Regions from separate parts of the Mus musculus genome. Here regions 1, 3 and 4 are each linked to region 2. Evidence: chromatin contacts called from public HiCAR-type and promoter capture Hi-C data. All regions are on one chromosome and are shown on one strand. The core of a region is the stretch at or near the end of the contact, and the rest is flanking DNA. Distances in the headings are between cores, read along the strand shown.

Region 1 (2,700 bases), core at 111-2,610, 2.4 Mb before region 2:
AGTGTGTTGTGGAGGCCCTGCCCTGTTACTTCTTACCCGTTCTTTCCCTTCCTTCCTCCTTCCCTTAGCCTCTACCACAAAAACTTAACTTTCCTTGAAACCCCTTTGCCTAACTCCCACATACTTCCCCCACACTTCCTTGTCTATTTAAAACACATCTTCTATGAAGGTGAGATTTCCCTGTCCAGTTCTGCCACCCCAGTAAACTGCATGTTGGCAGTAATGCACAGCCATCAAAAGCACTTGTTGCTCTTACAGAGGACCCACTTGATGGCACAACTATCCATAATGCTGACCTCCATGGACACCAAGAATGCATATGGTGTACATACATATATACAAGCAAACACAAATGAATATGAATAAGTCTAATTTTTTAAAAAAAGCATCTGCCTTCTTGGCTTTTTTGCTTTGTTTTTAGACAAGAGGTTCACTATGTAGCCCTAGATGGCTTGGAAATAGTTTAAACTGGAACACCCAGAAATCTGTCTGCTTCCACCTGGGATTAATGGATCGAACTGGGATTAAAGAGCCACGGAAATTGCCTTTTTTTTGGGGGGAGGGGGGGAGGGCTTCCTGAACCGCTTGCTGTCTCTCTAGCAACCAAAACACCCCCGTTATCAATGTACTGATGAATTCATTCCACATTACTACATCTACTGACAATAGTCTGTCCCCGAGAAACATCCAGCCTTGCTCCTTTAGGAAGAAACGTTCTTCCACAACAAATCTGCTCAATCTCAGAAAGAGCTCTGGTTGTTTTGTACAGAAACACCCAGTCTCCTTCATTGGGTCTTACTCCTAGAGAGACACTGTGGCCGTCTGTGTGTGGCAGTATTGACTTCCTAAAGAATCATCGCCCTCAAGGGTTCACTGGCTTGTCTTTGCTGCTAAGCTCGTGGAAGGTGTGCAACAATCTCCTGAAAATCGATCTCCAAAGAACAAGCAGTAGACCGCGGGCAGAGGTGTCCGGGCAGGGTAGGATGAGGCCAAACAACGAGGCAGCGATGAACTGGCTCTGGGGCCCAAAGACCCTTGGCAAACCTCAGCTCCTGCACTGGGGAACCTGCCGAATGACTGCGGCACTGCCTCGACACGGCCTACCTCGGCGTCGCGGTTCAGGCGGTACACATAGAGCTGCGAGGTGCCGGCCACCACGAGGTTGCGCTCACTGTTGTTGAAGAAGTTGCAGTACATGGTAAACTCCAGCCCGGTGGGCGGGTGCGCCTGCTTGTACACCGCGTACATGTCGCCGCCACTGTCACGCCGGAGCCGCCGACTCGGGGGACAGGGACGGCAGCGGACTCGGTCCGGCCGCGCGCGCCAACCCAGCCACCGGGTTCCGAAGTACTGCGCCTGCGCTTCCTGCCCGGACCGCCTTCTAAGAGGACCAGGTGGTTGAGAAGCAGGGTTCCGGGCCGCTTCGCATCTGCGCCTGCGCGCCGTGGCTGCGAGCGAAGAGCGGCCCCTAGTGGCCTAGCTTGATAAGAACTGACGAGCAAGCGTGGTGGCACATGCCTTTTATCCCAGCACTTGAGAGAGGCAGGCATATTTCTGAGTTCAAGGCCAGCCTGGTCTACAGAGTGAGTTCCAGGACAGCCAGGGCTACACAGAGAAACCCCGTCTCGAAAAAAAAAAACAAGAAAGAAAGAAAGAAAAAAAAAAAGGACTGATGAGCCTCGTCACAGAGCTGGAGGGTGCTGGACCTCTGCTTCCTTCTGTTCTGTACCCTTCAAGACTTGCCTCATTAGCTAAATCCCAGAAAATAAAACAAGGGTATATAGGCTTGGAAAAGGATACAGAAACATGCAATATCGCCACCCCACTCTGTAGATGAGGTGATGTGGTAGATCACCCCTGTATCACACTAAAGATCTCTTTTTAATTGACTCTAGCTGCATATGTATCAAAAGGTGGCCTAGTTGGCCATCACTGCAAAGAGAGGCCCATTGGACTTGCAAACTTTATATGCCCCAGTACAGGGGAACCCCAGGGCCAAAACGGGAGAGTGGGTGGGTAGTGGATTGGGGGGGTGGGTATGGCGGACTTTTGGGATAGCATTGAAAATGTAAACGAGGAAAATACCTAATAAAAATAAAATAAAATTTAAAAAAAAAGATCTCTTTTAAAAAGTATTTTGTTGGCTGGGCAGTGGTGGTGTAAGCCTTTAATCCCAACACTTGGGAGGCAGAGGCAGAGGCAGGCAGATTTCTGAGTTTGAGGCCAGCCTGGTCTACAAAGTGAGTTCCAGGACAGCCATGGTTATACAGAGAAAACTTTTCTTAAAAAAAAACAAAAACAAAAACAAAAAACAAAAACAAGCAAGCAAAAGAAATTATTTTTTTTTCTTTTTCTTGATTTTTGAGATGAGGTCTCAACTACATAGCCCTGGCTGTCCTGAAACTCTGTAGACCCAACTAGCCTCGAATTCAGAGTCTACCTCCCAAGCCCTGGGACGAAAGCTGCCCAGACATGCTGGCACATATATACATAATTTTTTAAATATTTATTTTATGTATATGATACACTATAGCTGTACAGATAGTTGTGAACCATCATGTGGTTGCTGGGAATTGAACCCAGAACCTCTGCTTACTCCAGCCCCAGAGATTTACTTATTATTATATGTAAGTACTCTGTAGCTGTCTTCAGACGCACCAGAAGATGGAGTCAGACCTCATTACGGATGGTTGTGAGCCA
Region 2 (2,700 bases), core at 135-2,634:
GCTCCCTCATCTAAGCTGCTCCTTCTGGTGTGACAAACAGCCCCAGGCCTTAGCAGAGGTTAGTTCATCTTGATCAGCTACAATTCCCCACTCCCAGGTTAATGTTTAATTAAACACTTTCGTGCCTTTTTGCTAGGGAATAAAAACACCAGGGTCCGGGGATCCAGCTCAGGTAGGCAATACCACCAGAACCCTACGGAGCCGCTGCCAAGAGGTCCTAACATTGTGAGTAGGATGTCTGCAGCAGACAAGAGGTTCTGGGCTCTCTGGGGGTCTCTTCGGCAAATCTCGGAGCCTCTAAACTCTCTCGGAGCCTAGGACTCCCAACAGCCCCAGGTCGGACTACAGATGGTGGCGCCCCTTGCTCACTTGGTGGATTTTTGCCAAGCAGGGCGGGAAAGATGGATACATTTTAACAAAGACATGGCATCTTCCCAGCAAAATGGCGGTGGTCGGGACCACGGCTCCCTGGTGGACTGCAAACCTCCTACACCTAAGTCACGACCAGGGAAAGGAGAACTCTCTCCTCGGCTTCTCCCGCTGCGCCCCATTTTTCCAAGTCTCTAAAAGCACAAGGAGCCTCTGCGCATCCTAAGGGTCCCCAGGATGTCTGATCAGAGCCATTGGACAGCACCTATGATAGAGACTGCACACACATCAAGCCACACCCCACCTTGAAGAGGCCAGTGGGAGAGGGGACCTTCACCCCTAGGGTGGGCCTGGGGGGTGGTGGTCCTGCTTCTTACATCCCCAAAACTCCCTAGCTAACAAGGCAGGCATGTAAATGAACTCATACTCAGATACATGGGAGATGTGGGGGGTCTTTGAGGAGAGCAGGCCGCCCGGGAGGCTTGTCCGCATCTTCCAGGGGTCCCAGGAAGCTTTGGGGGGCTCGGGCTCAGAGAGCAATCAACTCGCCGAGGTCCGGGGGTGCATCGAGGGGAGAAGGCGACTCAAGAGGGGGAAGGGACAAAGTTTGAAAGTGCCCTTCCAACTCTTTCAGGGAAAGTTTCCTTGAGGGCCTCGCAGGCAGAGAGGGGGTAGGGGTGTCAGAGGAGCTGTGGTCGGGTGACCCCCGAGAGGTGACCGGACCCTGGGGAGGCGACCCCTCCCCCCTTGTCCCGACTCGGCCCGGCTGGGAGTCGCCCAGCTCAGGGCCGCGTGTGTTAGTTGGGGCCGCTTCTGAGCCGCTCCGCCAGGTTGGGGGACCCCGCAGGCATCCGGGAGTGGGGCTCCTGGTAGTCCCAGGGGGGAGCTTTCCGACGGGGGGTCTCAAGCCCCGGGGCTCCCCGGCTCCGCAGAGCCAGCCCCCCGCAAAGGGGAAATGTGCCGGCGCCCCAGCGCTCCTCGGCGCCGTTTGAGGCTCGTGGCGGGCGCGGGGGGCGGCGGCCGGGGCGCCAGGGTCCCCAGAAGGGAAGCCTAGGGAGCCGGGCAGAGACCTCGAGAGACGGCGGGCAGCGGGAAGGCCCGGGCCGCCGGGAAAGGTCGAGTTTGCTCGGCGGAAGAAACACAGATGGCGGCAGCGCGGCGCCATTCCGGGCCGGGAGCAGGCAGCCAGCAGCCCAGTCCTCACCGCGGTCCGCCCGCCGCCGCTAAATACCCGGATGCGCCGCCCGAGCGCCAGACGCAGAGCTGGGAAAAGGGAGGCTGTGGAGGCGGAGGCAGCGCCAGGCGCCGGGCGAGCGACCGAACGGTGGGGGCTGGGAGCGCAGAGCAGCTCGCGACCCGCGCCGGGAGGACAGGAGCCACGCGTAGCCCGCGTCCCCGGCAGCCGCACTTGCGTCTGGCCTGCTAGTGGAGCGGGAGAGCAGATCGCGAGTCAGGTTCTGCACAGCCTCCGGCGAGGGCTGGCCCATCGGAAGGCTCCTTGAACAGTGGGAGCAGGCCGGCCACCATGACCGAGAACTCCACCTCCGCCCCGGCGGCGAAGCCCAAACGGGCCAAGGCTTCCAAGAAGTCCACGGACCACCCCAAGTATTCAGACATGATCGTGGCTGCTATCCAGGCAGAGAAGAACCGTGCCGGCTCCTCGCGCCAGTCCATCCAAAAGTATATCAAGAGCCACTACAAGGTGGGTGAGAACGCCGACTCCCAGATCAAGTTGTCCATCAAGCGCCTAGTGACCACCGGTGTTCTCAAGCAAACCAAAGGGGTGGGCGCCTCGGGGTCCTTCAGGCTGGCCAAGGGCGATGAGCCCAAAAGGTCGGTGGCTTTCAAGAAGACCAAGAAGGAAGTCAAGAAAGTGGCCACTCCAAAGAAGGCAGCCAAGCCCAAGAAGGCTGCCTCCAAAGCCCCAAGCAAGAAACCCAAAGCCACCCCTGTCAAGAAGGCCAAGAAGAAGCCGGCTGCCACGCCCAAGAAAGCCAAAAAGCCCAAGGTTGTCAAAGTCAAACCAGTCAAGGCCTCCAAACCCAAGAAGGCCAAAACCGTGAAGCCCAAAGCCAAGTCGAGTGCCAAGAGGGCCAGCAAGAAGAAGTGAAGACTTTGCTTGGGGACACTCCTTCCTCCCTCCTGTTTTCTGTAAATACATTTCCTCACTTGATTCCATCTGCAACCCTTTGCCCATTCTATTCTGACTTTATTAAAGAGGACAGAGTTTGGATCCCTCATACAGACATTGTGGAATGACTCCTTTTTCCTTAACCTATTGTGCAAGGACAGCAAACAGACCTCATCTTTGTAATGATGGAGACGTACTTT
Region 3 (2,700 bases), core at 135-2,634, 2.5 Mb before region 2:
ACAGTGTGGCAGTCTGAAAGCTTGAGGAAGGTGAGCCGAGGGCAGAACTTGCTAACCAGCTGTAGCAAGAGATAGAGAGAGAGAGAGAGACCATCCAGGGTTGTGGAGGGCAGGTAAAGGTCTATCTACAGGGACACTGGTAGTCATGACAAGCCTATCCTATAGTCCCAGCTATGACTCCATTCTGTCCACGCCAGGCCTACATGGAAATTGCTGTCTCCTCCAGCAATTTCCTAAGATGTCAGCAAGACGAAACTGAGCAGGCAGGCAGACAACTCTGTGGTACACCACCAGGGCACCCTCCCCATAGTAGACCACTCAAACGTGACAGCTTGTGTGCAGGGCAGTCTCCAGCTCTTACCTCCAACACAGAGTGTACTTGAGACTTCCAGTGGATGAGGGTCAAGCTCTGGAGCTGAGAGAACCTGGGCGACAGCAAGGCCCGGCTGTAGTTGTGCTCTTGTCCTTACGCTGCCCCCTTCTGGACAGAATCCTCCCCTACTCAACGCGGATGCAGGGAAGACAACAGACAGTAAGATGACAAGGAGCCCTCACCGATTGGGTACGAGCCACTCCAGGCAAGCAAGGAGCTTCTTCTCTCCCTTAAGGTTGCCCTTGCCAGCCCGGCCAACCAGCGAGGGTGACAGGGTCACAGTATGCCAGAGTGAAGGATGGGAGGTGGCTTCGTGCCAGTGACGGCAAACGCGTGCAGCCCTAGGAGAAGAAAAAGTTTGCTGAGAGTGCGTGGCCTTTTGCGGGTAATGCCTACAATGGAGTGTTTTAGGAGCAGCGCAGCGGTCTTAAAGCCTGCCGTCGCCCGTTCTCAGTGCTAGGCTTTGAGCTCTAAGTGAAGACAGGTGCCGGAGCACTTGTGTTCGCCCGATGTGATGCCTGCTCTGCCCTCTGCTCTGCAGCACCCGCTCAGTGCGCCAGTCTCTACCGCGGCAGGCGCTGTTGGTGTACCTGCCAAGAAACGGCATGGGCCCATGAGCCGCAACCAACAACCCGAAAATATGCACCAGGACTTCTAAGGGAATACGGTCTCCCCAACCAGAGTCCAGGCCCTGATCGAGCGACGGCTCCGGTCGGGGTTTGGTCCTGGGCTTGGCGACAGCCGTGGGGCCACGAGCCAGTGACCTCGGAGCGCGGCGACGGGCGCGCCGGTGCGCACGAGCGCGGGGAGGCTCCAGGTCCGGCAGCACGAGCAACATGCTGTCCGCTTGCAGCAGGTGGTACCCAGAGCCGCGAGGTGCCAGGCGGTCCCACCACCAGTCCTCCGCCGAGCGGCCCCGCGCATCGGGCCGCTTGGAGCTTCGAACTCGACGTCTAACTCGCCTAGAGGCCACGGGAGCCATAGCCCCCGGGAGCTGAACTAAAAGCGGAAGGTGGGTGGGCAGAGAGGAAGGGGCGTGGCCCCTTAGCTCACTCCTTTACACTACACTTAGCTTCCGGGGGTGGGACTTCCGCCGCAGTCTAGCGCATTAGCCGGCGTCTTACTACAACCCTTTGGCTGGGGTTTGGCTGCCTTCCGGGCTAAGTGGCGTGCTCCCGGGGCTGGGCGGGCTGCTCCGGCCCCACGCCCCTGATGCACCGCACTCAGCCGAGGAGCCCAGAATCGAATCAAGTCAGCCAGCCACACCTCTTGCCGATCCACGCCGGCTGCCTGAAGTTAGCTGTCATCCAGTCTGGTTTAGCCGCGCCAAGACTTGGTCCTCCGCAAGCATCAAGGACTGGCTCTTTCGCTCATCTTCCTCCCCGGAACCATGCTTTAAGCCAGCTTCTCGCTCCCCCGCTTGCCAGTCTTGTACAGAAGGGTCCCGGTGCAGGCTCCATGGTAGGTGCAGCTCCTGATCTATCCGCCGCCTCCCTCCAGGTGCCTTGGTTTTGCAATCTGGCCACCTCAGACCCTGACTCTGCCCACTCGCATGTTTTTTTGTTTGTTTGTTTGTTTTGTTTTGGTTTGTTTTGGTTTGTTTTTTGTCTCCGTCCAGGTGAAAAAGCTTGACTCTTTTTTTCTCTAGAATAGTTAGAGAAGCTTTGGATCTACGTGGGAAAAGGGCGGACTGTTACCTTCGCTTTGTCCTGGAGGGCCCGCTTTGACCTTTGACCTAATGGCAGCACCTCCGCTGGGCCGACTGGTGCTGACCCATCTGCTGGTGGCCCTTTTCGGCATGGGCTCCTGGGCTGCTGTCAACGGGATCTGGGTAGAGCTGCCGGTAGTGGTGAAAGAGCTCCCGGAGGGTGAGTGAAGTGGGCGGAGGTAGGCTGCTGCTGTTGCTGCTCTTCGTTCCTTAGCCTGGTGCCTTTACACTATCTCCTCCTTCCACTGCAGGTTGGAGCCTCCCTTCCTACCTCTCTGTGCTTGTGGCGCTGGGAAACCTGGGTCTGCTGCTGGTGACTCTGTGGAGGCGTCTGGCTCGCGGCAAGGGCGAGCAAGTCCCCATCCGAGTGGTTCAGGGGCTAGGCATAGTGGGCACAGGCCTACTGGCCTCTCTGTGGAACCACGTGGCCCCAGTGGCAGGAAAGCCGTACTCAGTGGCCTTCCTAACGCTGGCGTTTGTGCTGGCATTGGCCTGCTGTGCTTCTAATGTCACTTTCCTGCCCTTCTTGAGCCACCTCCCACCCCCCTTTTTACGGTCTTTCTTCCTGGGTCAGGGCCTGAGTGCCCTCCTGCCCTGTGTGCTAGCCCTGGGTCAAGGG
Region 4 (2,700 bases), core at 162-2,661, 2.5 Mb before region 2:
TGCCATACCTGCCTCACACTGAAGTTATCTTATCTCCTGGGTGAACTGTGAACACCCTAGGGCAGCTGGGGCGTGGGGGGCACCGTGCCCACTAGAAAAAGATTGTTGATACAAAGAGAACCAGACTTTGCCACCCTAGATAGCCACTTCCTCCAAGCCCCTCAGGTACTTCCTAACCCAGAGCTACTAAAGGGTCCCATGATGATCACCAAAAAGAGTCTCAGGGCCGGCTTTGTAGGAGACAGTCTCCATTTCTTCAGCTAAGCAGGGCCTCTCCCATAGGTGTGTTCATACCAAACCTCTCTCCGGTACTCCAACCACGGGATGAAAGTCTCACTTAGTAGTCAGCTCTGCCCCTATAGCCCGAAGTCATTCTGGTAACATAAGCTGGGCTTCCTTCAGGCCCTCCTACTTGCTGGAAGAGGGGTGAATAAGCCATGCAGCCTGTTAGTACTAGAAAGCTTCCTGTACTGTCCTCTGCCCCGAGCAAACGCCCATACCCATCGCCTCAAACAGGCGTGTGTCCTCTGGAGCCTCTAGCAGCCTTCTCTACCCACAGGACACCCCTCGTAGTTTTTGCAAAGGTAACTCTTCATCATAACCCTCCCTGGAAAACATCAGCCTCCTTCCACTGAAGAAAGCCCATTCATCTCCACCCCCCACCCCCCCGGGGCTCACATTTCCTGCTACCCACTCCTCAGAAAGGACCTCAAGGGACTCTGCCTCAAGGTGTGCTTACTTTCCTAAGCAATATGGAAAGGGGGCTGCTGCCCACTCCTCTACCCAGACTCCCTGGTCGGCTACACGACCACACCTGGGTGACCTTGGCAAGTGACCCTCTCCCCAAAGCCCGTGTCCCAGTACAGCCCCAGGGGAGCCCCGGCCGCGTAACTCGCAAAGCTGTGGCCAACTTTTAAGAACTAGGAGCGTCACTGGAGAGGTCAGATGTAAGGGGATCAGGCACTCCGCTACCTCAGATCCCAGTAGCCGTCGCCCACGCTGGTCCGCCCGTCTTTGTCCCGGGTATGGGCTGGAGCCGGAGCCGGAGCCGGCGCGTCACCCCCGGCGCCCAAGTCGGGGCTCACAGCCGCGTCTCGCACCTCGTCCTCTTCTACCTTGGGCCCACTACCACCCTGGACGGAAACCCGCGAGCCGGTCCTCCGACGCCGAGAGCTTCCCGCGCCTCCGCGGTCGCCCATGGCTTCGGCCCGCACCTCGTCGCGGCCCAGTCGTGCTCCGCCGGCTCTCAGCGCTTGGAGCCCGCGGCCCCGCCTCTGGACCCTGAGCAACGGCCTCCGCCGCCGCCCCCTGCCGGCCTCCGTAGCCGGCGCAGCGCACGACTACCTCTGCGACGCTGAGGCTGCGATGCTGCGGAGCAGCTGACTGGCTGTGGCGTCAACTGGAGAGTCCATTTGTAGTCCGAGGCCGAGCGGAGGCGGAGCCTAATCGAAGACGCGGAGCACGCTGGGAGTCGCGGGAGCAGAGCGCGGAGCCTCCTGGGAGTTGAAGGCACCGGGAGCTGGTGACGTATAGCACTCTGGGAATTGCAGTCACAGGCTGGCAGAAGCAACTAGTGTGCAGCTTGGCTGTGAACTTCGGTGGAAGAGGTCCGAGGTGCTGTCTCACTGCGAGGAGCAAGCGGGAGGAGAACTGCCCCGGCTCCTGGCTCCCTGGCAGCTACGCACTTCCTCTGACCTCTTGCTTGCCTCTTGTCCCACTTATGTAAAAACATCCTTTCGTCATCCCCAGCAGCGGTTTGAGTGTAGGTCATTTATGAAACTGCGCTGACGTCTTGCGGTTCCAAATCCATTTTTGAGCGCACAACCGACAGACTTATCTGCTCTGGCAGCATCGTTCTCCGAAAGATCCCTAGCTGCTAGGCAGGAACCAGTTTAAATGTACCTTGGAGCACATAGCCTGTCAAAGGATCAAACTGGAGAAATACCCAGCTTCGCATTACAGCAAATGTGTGCAACTGCCCAGTTAGTTAAAAGAAGCAACTCACCAGTCACCATGGCCTCTTCCTCTACCGCCCCACAGTGCTGTCGAGGGCCCGACAAGCAACGTGCCTGATTTAGACACCGCCGTGCATACATTCTAGACCTGAGGAAGCACCTAATTTCCTTCAGAAACACTATAAAGGACCAAGGAGAATAGTGGCTTTCTCTTCTGGGGAATAGCAGGCCTAAGAAGCACCTCTATAGGACAAGGTTGGTAGCCTCTCCTACAGGATGCTACTAGTCTTCCTATTAAGCTCCCTCCACTTCTGTAGTATCCACTGACTCCTTCCCTCAGGTCACACTTTCTTCACGACACATCTCATGATGAGCAATCTGGGCTGCCCTGCCGGTGGTGTCTTTGTACATATGCAGAGAAAAGCGAACCCAGGCTTGGACTTTTGTGGATCAGAGCCAACCTGGTCAGTGTCTCCGAGCATTCCTTTGTTGCTGGCCCAGTCTTTCATCTGGTCCTTGGCAAGGCAAGGGCTAGGTCTTTGTGAATAGTGACCCCAAAAGGAGGCAGAGTGAAAGAAAAAGTCTCTTTGGGAGCCTGAAGTGAAGGTAAGTCGTGTGAGCTCTGCCATGCCTTTCCCGCTCCTTCCTCTGTTAAGTGAATACGAGGCTTCCACATTCTCCTGGGCTAGCACGTTGGCTACACCAGCTTCCAGTTTGAAACCAAAAACTAAAAGTGGAAGGTTGA

The links. Promoter capture Hi-C pulls out the DNA fragments that hold promoters and counts their contacts. HiCAR-type assays count read pairs that join an accessible place to other places. Capture Hi-C pulls out chosen DNA fragments and counts their contacts.
Region 1: a contact with region 2 is called in a HiCAR-type map of astrocytes, with 4 times the contacts expected there. The contact joins the promoter of Cpsf1 here to the promoter of H1f0 in region 2. A contact is called at or near these places in 3 of 115 datasets of contacts at active chromatin or transcription factors (astrocytes, embryonic forebrain and embryonic limb bud).
Region 3: a promoter capture Hi-C map of liver shows a contact between it and region 2, with 5 times the contacts expected there. The contact joins the promoter of Fbxl6 here to the promoter of H1f0 in region 2. A contact is called at or near these places in 2 of 39 promoter capture datasets (cranial neural crest and liver).
Region 4: a promoter capture Hi-C map of adipose tissue shows a contact between it and region 2, with 2.7 times the contacts expected there. The contact joins the promoter of Dgat1 here to the promoter of H1f0 in region 2. A contact is called at or near these places in 1 of 39 promoter capture datasets (liver) and 1 of 9 other capture datasets (adipose tissue).

The regions. Positions count from the first base shown.
Region 1 is chr15:76,606,231-76,608,930 of GRCm38.p6, forward strand. Cpsf1 (cleavage and polyadenylation specific factor 1) reads right to left here and starts at 1,361. Exons shown (of 37, transcript NM_053193.2): 1 at 1,105-1,361. The coding sequence starts at 1,248.
Region 2 is chr15:79,026,828-79,029,527 of GRCm38.p6, forward strand. It overlaps H1f0 (H1.0 linker histone), which reads left to right and starts at 1,385. Exons shown (of 1, transcript NM_008197.3): 1 at 1,385-2,700. The coding sequence starts at 1,895. The coding sequence ends at 2,479.
Region 3 is chr15:76,537,362-76,540,061 of GRCm38.p6, forward strand. It overlaps Fbxl6 (F-box and leucine-rich repeat protein 6), which reads right to left and starts at 1,385. Exons shown (of 9, transcript NM_013909.2): 1 at 964-1,385; 2 at 556-714; 3 at 362-425; 4 at 1-59. The coding sequence starts at 1,355. Slc52a2 (solute carrier protein 52, member 2) reads left to right here and starts at 1,469. Exons shown (of 5, transcript NM_029643.4): 1 at 1,469-1,834; 2 at 2,022-2,241; 3 at 2,333-2,700. The coding sequence starts at 2,112.
Region 4 is chr15:76,510,583-76,513,282 of GRCm38.p6, forward strand. Dgat1 (diacylglycerol O-acyltransferase 1) reads right to left here and starts at 1,412. Exons shown (of 17, transcript NM_010046.3): 1 at 973-1,412. The coding sequence starts at 1,199.